Linked DNA regions of Sus scrofa: region 1 is linked to region 2. Evidence: chromatin contacts called from public HiChIP or PLAC-seq data. All regions are on one chromosome and are shown on one strand. The core of a region is the stretch at or near the end of the contact, and the rest is flanking DNA. Distances in the headings are between cores, read along the strand shown.

Evidence for each region. HiChIP or PLAC-seq counts read pairs in DNA pulled down with a chosen protein or histone mark.
Region 1: an H3K27ac HiChIP or PLAC-seq map of skeletal muscle shows a contact between it and region 2. The contact joins two enhancer-like sites. A contact is called at or near these places in 5 of 47 Hi-C or Micro-C datasets (fetal heart ventricle, heart right ventricle, psoas muscle and 1 more) and 1 of 2 datasets of contacts at active chromatin or transcription factors (skeletal muscle).

What each region holds. Positions count from the first base shown.
Region 1 is chr2:128,418,186-128,425,267 of Sscrofa11.1, reverse strand. The region is part of intron 10 of LOC102158243 (a long non-coding RNA gene); the gene reads left to right. Among named protein-coding and RNA genes, the nearest start is that of ZNF608, 260 kb to the right of the region's middle. Within about 2 kb of position 4,662, at least 7 of the 83 cell types and tissues checked have an H3K27ac peak or open chromatin away from gene starts, as enhancers often do. A contact at or near this core is called in skeletal muscle, where this site is marked.
Region 2 is chr2:128,304,607-128,310,915 of Sscrofa11.1, reverse strand. It overlaps LOC106509541 (a long non-coding RNA gene), which reads right to left and starts at 4,901. Exons shown (of 3, transcript XR_001307170.2): 1 at 2,005-4,901. Within about 2 kb of position 1,800, at least 11 of the 83 cell types and tissues checked have an H3K27ac peak or open chromatin away from gene starts, as enhancers often do. A contact at or near this core is called in skeletal muscle, where this site is marked.

The DNA.
Region 1 (7,082 bases), core at 3,413-5,912, 110 kb before region 2:
CATGCCCTGCTGTTGGGAGTTGCCCCTTCTCTCTGCTTTATTCCTCCTCCACTTTCCTTACTCACTCATTATCAAATACACTCATCTTGTTTAACTAACATGGTACTTAACCTCCGTTTGATGTTGGGAGCGTAGGGCTGCTGAAATTACAACCAGAAGGATATGAGAGAGCATAAGAGAAATAGGCAGAGAGGAAAAATAGAAATTTCATGTTTAAGTCTCATAATGACCAAAACATAGTTTAAGTTCAAAGTGTGAATCTATTTCTGGACAGAGAAAGCCAAACCAACAGTAGATATTTTAACTCTGTAAAACTGGAGATGTGGACAGCGGTTTATAAGTTGACCATTTATTTTAGGATTTTAGCATAGTTGTATATTAACAGAGTCCACTGACCACTTACCAATACCAAATTTCCATCTAAGCATCTCTCCTAAAATCATGGAAGTTAAAATTAAATCCAGTAAGATGAATTTTAATTGGAATGCATTTTGTACTTACTATGGGATTTTCAGATTCCCCCATACCAAAATTTTTTTCTTTTAAAAAAGGTTCATGATGATTCTGATGGTACCCTTACAAATCAGTACCCTTATAGTTGCCCAGAAGAGACATGCATGGATTACTTTAAGACTTGGAGATTATTAAAAGAACACATTTAAAAAAAATGTCATCTGTTACAGTCTTTCTAAGCCATAGGGTTGGGATACACAGTTGTGCTTCATGGAAAAAACAGAACAATTGTTCACATGTTTGTGGAAAGAACCTGAGCTCAATTGGCACACCTTTTTCATTTATCCAAAATTTATTTTTCCCAAATGAAAGCAGGGCCTGTAATCTGCCATTCAATAAGGAGCACTTCTATTAGCCAGGAATTTATCATAAGCCACTTCACATGCCTCCCCTGTTTTCAGCCCATGTGTGACTGACTTTGACTTGAATTCCATGAACTAGTTTAACTGGTGCTCTTTGGTTACACACAAAAGTACGTTATATCCAGCTGATGCCGTAAGAAGTCTTGCTTGTCTGGCACACCCCGATCACAGGAAAGATGGTGGTTTAAGGCCTGAAATTAAGAGGAACTAGAACTCAGAGGAACCAGGATTCTCTAGCTTTCTCTTTTCTGTGATTCTCTGCACACCAGGTTTTTCCTTGAGGTTGAAACTCTGACTACCATTATCATACATCTTTCTAGTTCCACTGCCAAAGAAAAATGTACTTCCCCCAGTTGTGAATAAAAAACAAAATTTCAGGTAATCTCAAGGAAATACTCTCATTGATTGGCCTGGGCCATGTGACTGTTCTCTTGGCCAGATAGTCAAGGAGCTAGAGTGGCAAATCCAATGAGATCTCCGTGGTTAGCGTGAAGGGAAAAAGAAGTTCTCAACAGGAAAGAGTGAATGCTAAGCAGATAAAGCAATAGCTGTCTAATTACTTGCGGGAAAGGCTTGCTGTTAATAAATGTAATGTGATGTAAGCGATAGCAATCTGTATAATCAATATGGCAGCTGTAGAGGAGGCAAGTACCTGAGACTTACGCATCCATGATACAGCCTGTTCAGAATTTAGACCAAATTCCCTTCACTCAACAGACGAAGAGATAGACCCCGGAAAAATAAAACATAATCCACATACACGAATGTGGCACATAAGTGTCTTTGTCCATTCAAGCTGCTATAACAAAAATGCCACAGACTGGTCGCTTAAGCAACAAACTTTTATTTCTCACTGTTCAGGAGGCTGAGAAGTCCAAAATCAAGACTCTGGAAGATTTAGCGCTTTCTGAGGACCTACTTACATTGTCCTTAAATGGCAGAAGGGGCAAGGAGCCCTCTGAGGTCTCTTTTATAAGGTCACTAATCCCACGCAGGAGGCCTCCACCTTTCTGACCTAATCATTTACCAAAGGCTCCACTTCCAAATACCATCACTTTGGAGATTAGGTTTCAACATATGAATTTTGAGAGGGCACAAACATTCAGTGAATAGCAAACAGTTAAAAATAAATCCTGCTGTATAGCAAGGGAACTATATCTACTCACTTACGATGGAACATGATGGAGGATAATGTGAGAAAACGAATGTATATATATGTGTGACTGGGTCACTGTGGTATACAGTAGATATCGACAGAACACTGTAAATCAACTATAATGGAAAACATAAAAATCATTTTAAAAATAAATAAATAAATCACTTGCTTCCAACACACATTGCAGGGTGAAATGACATCCCTCCTAATATTCACTTGCAGGATTTGCAGAGGCCTGGTTTGGAAGTGAAGCCTCAGAATGCCAGTTGAGAACTTTTTAACCCCAGCAAGAACAGAAAGAAGAACAGGGCTTTTTCAGCCTGTTTGTACCTCACTGTCAAAGTTCAAGCCTCATGACATTGTAGTATATTTCATGAAAACTTCTGAGAGGCCAAACAGCCACACCCCTAAACAGAAGCCCTCCTGTTCCACCCACTGTAGCCTTTAAGTCCTCCCATTCTTTTCCTACTTACTGGATCAAGCAGTCAACTTGACTCCTTTCCCTTCAAACATTGCACCACTTGTACATTTATAGAGAGACTTAAAATGACAGTCTTGGGTGTGTAGTAATCTGAACTACTTCGTGTCCATTTATCTCAAATCAGCTTACTAGAATGTAACTTTGAATTTGGAAGATGTAGTTTTTCTGCTGCTATAAAAATGCAAGTTCTTGAGCTAAATTTCTTCAGGTTTCAGAGAAAAAGAAAAGAATCACTTCTGGTAATAGCCAGTCAAATGCAGGGTTTGGCTCTCCCTGTCTCCTCTCCCTTTCTGCCCAGGGCCAGGATAATCTAATTTCCAATGTCTGGTTCCCATGTTTCTCTGGTCCCAGTAGCCTCTGCTTGCTTGTTCATTGCCCACATGGACACAAGGTATCCATTGCTCTCCACTGTCCTCTACTGTTCTTATCCAACCATAAGGCCTCCTCCATCCCCACAGTCCAGTCCTTTCAGGGGCCCAGAAATTTACATGCACCTCCTCTGCACCACTCTGGGGCCATTGGATGAGATGGGTTGTCCTCAGCCCTCCCTGCCTTGGTCAACACTACACTATCATGCCAATACCAGCTGTTCCAGGACCAGACAGATCTTGAGGCTTAGAAGAGGTGAAAGTGTCCTGAAGCTACCAGAGAGTGAGCACAAAGTCTGCAGCTCTCAGAGTCCCCCAAATTTATACTTGCAAACACACCCACACACGGACTCACCCTTGGGATTTGACCTCACTTCTCAGGATCCCAGAAACACCTAATTAAATAGCTGACAAATGTAACAGATAATTATAGATCTTAACAACAGAGAAACTAGGTAAAGGTATGTAGAGATTCTCTGTGCTATCTTTGTAACTTTCTCTAAACCTAAAATTATACCAAAATTTAAAGTTGACATAGAAAGTAATGAGAAGGGAGTGGTGGGTGGAGGTATGGGAGGGACAAGATTAACTGGGGACTGGTAGTTGTTGAGATGGGGTGATGAGACGGGAGGTTACTATGCTACTCTGCCTATTTTAGGTTGTAAGTTCTCCATAATTAAAAAAAAAAAAAGATAATTTAAAATGCATATTATGGTATAGTCCCTTCTAAAGACTCTTAAAAGTCTACATAAACTTTAGAAGCCAGTAATTTGACACTTTATTCTCTCTGTAGAATTTTTACCATCAGGACTCTAGTGTTTAAATCACAGGGCAAAGAGAGCAAATAGGAAGAACTGAAAAAACAGCAAAGTTGAATATTATCCAACTATGCAATTTGCTTCTGGTGTTTGGTTTTGCTATTAGACCATCTCACAGCCCTTCTCCTCCCTTTGTATTTTTTAAATTTTTTTTCATCTCCATTTTTACCACTGTTTAGATCTCTACATGTGTCACTTGGCATAAGGTCCCACTGCAATATAACAACACATCCAAATAATCATTGCTTAAACAAGATAAAAGCTTGTATCCCTCATACATAAAATCAGACTGGAAGTCAACAGTCCAGGACTTTCATGGCATCTCCACAGCATTCTCAGTGGCTTCAGCTCCTTATGGTCCTTATCCCTTAATTCCTAGGATGTTGCACTTGTCACCAGGCTTACAAGATAGCCTCTGAGCTCCAGCCATCACACTCACATTCCAGGCAGCAAGAAGGCAGGTCAAGCCACTTACCTTTAAGGAAATGTCCCAAAAGTCCCACAGAATACTTTTGTAATCTTTCATTGACCAAAACATTCTCATAGAGCCATTCCTAGCTGCAAGGCAAAGTGTGGAAAATAGTGTTTTAATTGTACCCTGTCTGTCCTCTATAAAACCAGTGTTCTATGAGGGAAGGAGGGGAGAATGGATGTTGGGTAGGCAATTAGCAGCCTCTGCCACAGTCAGCCGTGGGAAAAATCTGAACATGCAGCGGCAGAGCAGCCCAACCATGACTTATGCCCAAATTAATTACCCGGCTAGTGCAATCAGCAAAGATCTGGAAGTATCTGTCATCCCACATACGCTGCTGACTGGTTTATGTTGATTAGTTTGACTGAAAGTTAAAACTAGAAAACTGCGTGTGGATTCACTCTTCCCAGCAAGATACCATCTATCAACACAGAGGCCGATATGTGTGCATTTGTGTCAGCATCGCGTAGGGCATGAGATATGCCTGCTGTGACTATGATGTCCTTTAAACCTAAAATGGAAGCATTACAGATTCCTCCTGGCAGCCCTCTTGACCCTGTAGGAGACCTTCTGGGCTCCTGGCCAGTCTCCAGAGATTCCTGTCTGTCTGCCTGCAAGGAGACACTTTCTGGGCTCCCTGCCCACGTTCTAACCTGCTGCTCACTGGAGTAGAGAGCCATGTCTATTTGGGTCAGTCTTGACTGATTATCCTGTTGCCTTGAAGTAAGTTCCCTTGAGTGCTCCACATATAACTGTGTCCACCACACGTCTGCATGCCGGGTGCCGAGTAAATGCAGTGAGGTGTGGTGGAAAGAGCATCTGAAACATGAGACTGAGGACTGAGTCTGAGCAATTCTCTGTCCATGGAGTGAGACCTTAGGCAATTCACTGAGTCTCTAAGCCTTGGTCTTCTCACATGCCAGGCCAAGATATCGCTACCTCCTCTACTTTCCCTGCAAGCTGATTGTGAGGTTGCTGTAAGATAGTACATGTCAAAGTCAAGTACTTTATTGCCCCTAAATTGGTTATGGTTAATAGTGTTGATCTAATGAAAATGTGAGTTTTTGAAAAAAGAGAAAAAAACAAAAACAGTGATAATGTGGTTTAAGCCCACTAACTTTGACTTTAGAAAGAAAAAAAAGAAAGAAATATAGTAACTAGAGCCAAGTCTGCAAGGTAAAACAAAGACAAACAAACAAACAAAAAAAGAATTGGTGAAATTATATCAGCCCCAGAAAGGAGAGATCCTAAATGATTTGTTCCACGGAATAAACTCCTAAGGTTCTACCTCCATTTCCATTTATTATTAACTATTCCTTCCATGGAACACTAATCCAAAGAGTAAATGTATCATTAAAGACCCTGTTCTCTCCAAACTGGAAAGGTAGAATAAGTTTTATTCCTTTTAACCAAGTCAGTTTTAAAATACAGGAAATTCCTATCTCAGCTGCAAGGACCAAAACCATCCACTTAGAATTTCCCTGCTCAGTACAATCCCCAAGGACCCACTTCTGCTCACATAAGTATAAGCCTTTAGGCACAATATGTAAGCAATTATTTGTATACACATAAATCCAATTTGGGGTCAGGTGAGTTTTGTTGGTGTGACTGTGTATGTAAATATATCTCTATATACTGAAGCCTGCAGGTTATAGTTTTTTAGAAATATCAATAAGGAACAATTTTAAATCCTTTCATTTTTGTCAAAGGAGCTTTATTGTACACAATGTAATATTAGAATTTTCTTTTACTGGCTACCACTTTAATGTTGACATTTTTATCTGGCGTTGGATCCAAAGAAAAACTTGTGATTTGACATAATAAATTGCTCCCCATACATGAAATGAAAATCACGTGGGCTCTGTTGGTCAGATGGGGGTTTTGCAAGGTCTCACTTTAGAGGGTGGTTTCTGTTGGGGGCTGAAGAATACCATCTCGTGACCTCACTGCAAAAGTCATTAAAGTCAATAAGCAGATTTGCAGACCATTCCTGAACGTTTCAGCTGACCCACCGCTGGAGCAAAGGACCTCTTCACTGTGAAGTAATTTTTCCTGATGAGATAACAAAAAATTTCTTCTTCCAACTTTCCTAAATCTAGAACTTGCCTGGTATAGAAAACACACACACACACTGCAAAAGGAATTGATTCCAGATGTGAAACAGGCCTCGCATGACAGTGTCTAGCTTTGATGGTCACAAAGGGACATTTTGGCAGGTGGCCGCAATGGTATTTTGTTCCTCTCAAACTTGATGCCGTTGTACCACACTGTACACATCACCTGGTTTATGGCTAGAGATTCCTCTTCAACAAACAAAGGGAAACAAGACGAGAGAATTAGCGGTATGTTCCCCTGATCACAAGGCTCAAATGTGTAGTTTCAGAAACATAGATGTAGGTAAATTTTTCAGTAGAATTTAGTCAATGCTGACTGTGTTCCTGGCACTATTCTATGCTATCTGGAGGGAAGAAGAACATTGTCCCAAACCTGGAGAACTTAAAATGCCCTAAGAGTGATAAGGTTAATGAGAATGAAACAGCCAGTGTGCTGACCTAGCATCCTTCATAAAGCATCACTGTCCAGCCCACACTGGCTTATAATGATCTGCTTGTGTGACTGAAGTCAACCCCACATTGGGGCCCTCCCAAAACTAGAGCAATGGCAGGTCCTTATTGTAAACACAGAGCCGAGAGCACAAATCAAAGCATGGTTGGTAAATGTTAACTCAAGGAATAAGGGAAACAACAGCACAGCAGGTTAAGAGGATGTAAGCGCTATAGGGATTCAAACTGCAATCAAATATGAACAATTCTATTTCTGTGAATTAATCAAGAGTTAATATCTTTCATTTAGCTAATAAGACATTCCTTTAGAAATTCCCATCATGGCTCAGCCGAAACAAATCTGACTGG
Region 2 (6,309 bases), core at 551-3,050:
ACGAAAGTATCCATCAGAAAAAAATAAGAATGACCCCCGTCCATGCCACCCAGAGCAATCCACAGATTCAGTGCAAGATGTCAATGGCCTCTTTCACAGAAATAGAGCAAACATTCCTGAAAGGTATAGGGAACCACAAAAAAGCCCATATAACCAAAATGATCTTGAGAAAGATGGCCGGAGGCATTACACTCACTGATTTCAAATTATATTACAAGGCTATAGTAATCAAAATAGTATGATTTTGGCACAAAAATAGATATCTAGATTAATGGAACAGAACAGAGAACCCCGGGGGGGGGGGGAGGGAGTCATGCCTATATGGTCAATTAATCTATAACAAAGGAGTCAAGAATATACAATGGATAAAGGACATTTTCTTCAATACATTGTGTTGGGAAAACTGGGCAGCCACATGCAAAAGAATGAAACTGTACCACTCTCTTAGACCATACACAAGAACTAACTCAAAATGGATTAAAGACTTGAACAAAAGACCTAAAACCATAAACTTCTAGAAGAAAACATGGGCGGTCAGCTCCTCGATATCAGTCTTGGGGATGATTTTTTGGCTCTGACTCCAAAATCAGAAATAAACAACCCGGCAGATACCAAAACCAAAAAACATCTGCACAGCAAAGAAAACCATCAATGAAATGAGAAGACAACCTATGGACTAGAAGAAAGTACTTGCAAATTGTATATTGGATAAGGGGCTAATAGCTAAAATATGTAAAGAGCTGATACAGTTCAACAGCAGCAAGAACAAAACCAACCAATTAAAATAGGGGCCAGGAAACTGAAGAGATATTTTTCCAAAGAAGACATAGTATATGAAAAGATGCTCAGCATCACTAATCATCAGGGAAGTACAAATCAAAACCACAATGAGATATCACCTCACGCTGTTAGAATGGCTGTGAAATAACAAGTGTTGGCAAGGATGTAGAGAAAAGGGAATCCTTGTGTACTGTGGGTGGGAATGAAAATTGGTGCAGCCACTGTGGAAAACAGTATGGAGGTGCCTCAAAAAACTAAAAATGGAATTACCATATAACCCAGCAATTCTGCTTCTGGGTATTTATCCAAAGATAAATGAAAACATTAACTGGAAAAGATAAATGCACACCCATGTTAACTGCAGCATTATTTCCAATATGTGTGACATGGAAACAGCCTAAGTATCCATTGATGGATGAATGGATAAAAAAATATGAGATACATAGATACAAACATACACATACATACATATATCATATATATGTGTATACATATACACACATATGTATGTAATTCAGCCATAAAAAAGAATAAAATAATATCATTTGTGAAGCTATGGAATGACCTTGAGAGCATTACACTAGGTGAAATAAGTCAGACAAATACTGTATAATCACACTTATATGTGGCATCTTTAAAAAAAAAAAAAAAAGCTCATTGGTACAAAGAACAGATTAGTGGTTGCCAGGGGCAGGGGTGGAGGTTAAGCAAACGAGTAAAAGGAGTTGCTAAAAGAATCAATCGTAAAAGTTTTCATCATACACAAAAAAATGGTAACCCTGTACAAGGATGGATATTAACTAGACTTACTGTGATCATTTCATAATATATATCGAATCATGATGTTGTACACCTGACACTAATATAATGTTCTGTCCATTATAGCTCATTAAAAAAAAAAAAAATCAAATGCCCCACATTGCCTGGCTCCTCTGGAACACTGCTGCTGGGCTGTAACTGACCATGCCGAGAGGCAACTGCCCAAGCCTTTGACATCGTCACTTGAACCATTCACGTCAGCTCTGTGTGTTACTGATTTAGCGTTTTGCGCCTGCACTGGGCTGATCTAAACGACTGAGTCAGTGACTGCATCCAGGCAATTTGAGAAAAGTAGTAAACACAGCAGCTTCATTGCTGAGATCCCAGGGGTGCCCTCCCAGACCCAGTAGGAAAACCTCTGCTGAGACTCGCAGGCGGCGATTTGGCTCCCCATCTGGATTTTACCTCTGCCGAAAAATGCCACCAGGAAAACCTTTCCCCTTCCCACTGCTCTGCAGGTTTTGGCAATGGATGGCTCCTTTGCCCTACGGGTGCAGTGTTGGCCTTCTTGAGCCAGAAGAGCACAGTCTGAAAATAGAAACAGGGGCTGTTTTGTGGCCATTGAATAGGAAGGCTAATAATAGCATTGCTTCATTGTTTGGCAAGGACTTCAGGCTACCCCAGCCAAGGAGCAGCACACTCTGCAGTAACCAAATCATAAAATTTCTCCAGGGAATGGTGCAGCTTTTCAGAACATGTTTTATATTCTGGGATTGCTCGGGAAGGAAATAGTTGAGAAGTTGTTTTGACATAAGTGTGGTTTGTTTCCAATTTGAAGGCAGAGGGAGGGGCTGGAGAGATGAGCCAGGAGGTCAGTCGCAGAAGGGATGCAAAAAAAAAAAAAAAAACGTGTCGTTAAGGAGTTCCTGACAGGTGGTGAGAGGGCTGTAGCTCTGGAGCCCAGGCCTGGCGGGGTGTCTGTCCCCGTTGGGTTCCCAGTGTGCTCTCAGCATCGCCTTTCACACTCCTGTAATGTTTATTTCTGTTGAACTTAAAGGATGACCTTTTCCAAACTGCAGTACATTGTTGACCCACATGCATTTCTGAGACCTAATTTCCCTGAATGCCTTCCTTGTTCCTGCCGAAGAGAACTCTGTTCGAGAAAATAGGAAGAGGCTGAGGATAAAGAGCGTTGGCATGGAAATCTTTGAGGCATTGAATCCTGCCTGCTATTAATAATTTAGAAGTGTTTTTAATGCCCTGATAGGGAAGGAAGGTTTTTTTTTGACACCAAAGGCATCTAAATATTAATTTCAGAGGAATTGGTTGTTACAAGCAGTTAACATCCATTTTGTTAGTTGACCTCCTGAGGAAGGTTAATGCACTAAAATCTGGTCATTAAGTATAGTAACAAATGTTTTTTCAGGGAGGTTATTACTATCATAAACTCTAATCCATGGTTCACAGGCAGCAGCCTCTAGTGCAGTGCTCTGACTAATGAAGAATTAACTATTTCTGAGCAGTTAATAAAGATTTTTTCCCCCCACCAATCAACATACTCTACATGATCCTTATAATTACTAAAAGCATTAAGCTCTGGGTATGAGTTGCCTGCATGTCAGACCGGAATTCTGTTCTGAGTAAATGACAAATGGCAAACCTAATCCCATTCCACTTAATTTTTTTTTTCCCCGAACATGTTCACTGAAATAAGAAATAATGGAATTCCTAAGTATGAGAAAAAGATGGTCCAGTACAAAGCATTTGCTAAATGAGAATTGATGAGGTCTTTAGTCATATTTTATTGTGATGGAAGATTTTATGCTGTGCTTTAGTTCTTGCTAGAATTGAGAAGTTAATTGGCTACAAACAGGGCCTCTTTGCCCATTGGTTTGTTTTATTTTGTTTTTCCTGGATTAAAGAGCGTGCATTCTACAGGAACGCAGGAGGCAGAGGCTTGTATGAGAAACACTCATACCTACCTCCTCACCATAAGAGGGAAAAGGTACAACCTAACCTTTCTAAAAAGCCTCAGGGCAGTGTTTTGCTTTTCAATGGAAAGGTCGTCCAGAATTAATTAAAGTCACTTTCCTGCTGAGGACAGAGCATTTGGCTTTACTTTGAAGGCTCAAAGAAAGTTGCTCACACCAATTTCTTAGAGACCCGAATTTAAAGCAGCACAGCCAGTCCAGGGGGCAGCCTTTAAGAAGAAGTAAGCTTTCGGAATCAAAAGTCTGAACAGCTAATACACTGAGGCTTTAGGTGCCCCTGAGTTGGCAGTGTAAAATTAAAAAAAAAAAAAAAAAAAGAATGGCTTACTTTTCCCTGGGCCAAGTAGGATCAGCCTCCACATTGACATAGGCCCTTTCCCCTCCTTATTTTAACTTCAACTAAATCCTGGCCTTGAGACGGGTGCCCCTCCCCCCCCCACCATTGAACAGAGAGGGAGGGGAAACCACACTTAGCCAGAATGAAAGGGACATTGTCTTTTGGAAAAGTACCTGTATTTTGGAAGGGTTTGCATCGCACACAAAAGCTTAAAAGGGGTCCAGTACACTGCTGGCAGCTCACCATCTCAAAATATTCTTGTGGAAGATTTGGTACATTGTACCCAGCTAAGGAACCAGTAGGGCTGGATTATCTGCACATCTTAGGACTTTACGCACCCTTCATGTGTTTGGTACTTGGCTTGAAAATAACTGCCATTAGTTTCCCACTTTCTGGTGATGGCTGATGATGGAACATTTCTGGGCCTCAGTTTCCCCTATCTGTAAAATTTTATTATAATATTTACTTTGGGGAATAGCTGGAAAGACGAGGGATAATTTATACCTGACATTCACATGGGCCTAAGACATACTAGTATGAATTTGCCTTACATTACAGCCATAGCTTTACCTATTTTTACATTTTATGAAAGTGACTAGAATCCTAAAATATCCCCAGGAAAACCTTGTGAGTTCAAAATTAGAATCAGGGGAATAACAACGCATTAGCTTAACTTCTGAAAACTGGGCTTTTACAGAGTCCAGCTCATCCATCAAGGCCCCATCACTGGACACAAAGCTTTCCCTGGCTACCTCAGCCAGAAATAAGCCTCCAGCCTCTGCGTTCTCATTTGCTTTGTACTATTTGAAGACCATTCTTCGCATTCATTCTTTGCTTAGAGTTGTTGGTAGACAGATCTTGGATCTGTAATTCCTAACGCTTAATCCAGTGCTTCAAACTCAAGGACGAGAAGGCATTCATGAATTTCTCCAACTCTTTCCTGTGGCATCTTTCCTGCCCAACCCATGGTGGCTGAGTGAATGATTGAATGACTCTGGAGGTCACCTGCCCTTTCTTCACTCTTTTAAAGTGTATCCTCCCTCCCACCTTTTTTTTTTTTTTTTTTAATTTCGATTCTAAACAGAGTCTCTTGAAGTTTGCATTATCCCCTCCCCACTCTTTTCCCCATGGTTAATCAGCTGACAGTAGAGAGACAGCCAGAAGGCAGGTGTTTGGATGGCTGGGTCATTCTCAGCTGGGTGTTTGCAGATCAGGGATTTCCTGCATTTGCACAGGGATTCTTAAGTGAATATGGAGAACAGGAAGCAGCAGGTTGAGACTGTAAAGATGAATCACAGTGTCTTTTGAAGTCACTGGTTGCCCCATAGCCTTATTGCCACACCCCTCATTGTTCATGGAAATCACAGAAAAGGGAGGTGAGCATTTCAGGATTACTGGTGCTTTTGCCATATTGACCTTTGGTATGCTCCTTAACCTCTTCGGACTTTCATTTTCTCATCAGTAATAACAGTTTCCCCTATTCTAATTACTTCCTAGGCTTGCTAGGCAAATCGCATGATAAGATAGCTAAAGAACTTAGCTGAGAAAAAAATATGATACTAAAAACAGTACCACTAGAACCAGACATTGAGAGAGGATTAGATAAGCTAGTGTAACTTATTTGCCCTTAATGACTAATGTTCTCTGAATCAATGTATTAATTATGAGAGAAATTAGATTTGCTTAAAGACAAAATATTATTAAAAATAGGAAGGAGCCACAGAAAGAAAGTTTGATTTATTGTAGTAACAAGCTAAGAATATTGCCATAGTCGCTGTCATAAAGATCTGTTCTCCCGCCCCCATGATTCTGGTATGTTTGGAGTAAACAGCATGGTGAGATGCTATCAGATCAAAATGGTTTTCCCAGGTAGATCAGTGGTGGAAATCTATTTAATACTTACCCTCGTCTTCTCAGTGTACACACATGATCATTATTTAACCATCAGCAAAGGGTCTCCGTGACTCTTTGCAAACCAGAACATATATAATTTCCATTATCACCACCAATTCTAGTCAAGACAGCTCTGAAATGGAGCGAATGAATTTCAGTACAGAGTTGACACTGCATCTAGTGCTGGCACTTTTCTGGTCGTAAGGAACAGGGATGTAAATGCTTGGAAACACACATTTGAGAGAATAATTGAAAATGGGTTCAGTGTCTTCATCCTCCGAGACTGCGTGGGAGCACGTGCATGTTTGTAGTCAGTCTTTCATGAAATGTGTATGTATCTGTTTTGATCCTGAGGCTTTCCTGTGCTGTGCGCAGGTTTCACAGAGGGGTTCCGGCTTGTAAAGGTTAACCGTGCAGAAATCAGGGCTTTGTGCGTTTTTGCAAAGGTCACACTCATCAGCAGTTCCGGAAAGACTGCTGGGCTGGGCCCTGGTAACCACCCCATGACTGAACCATGGCTCTGGGTTTCATTTCCTTAAGAACACTGGT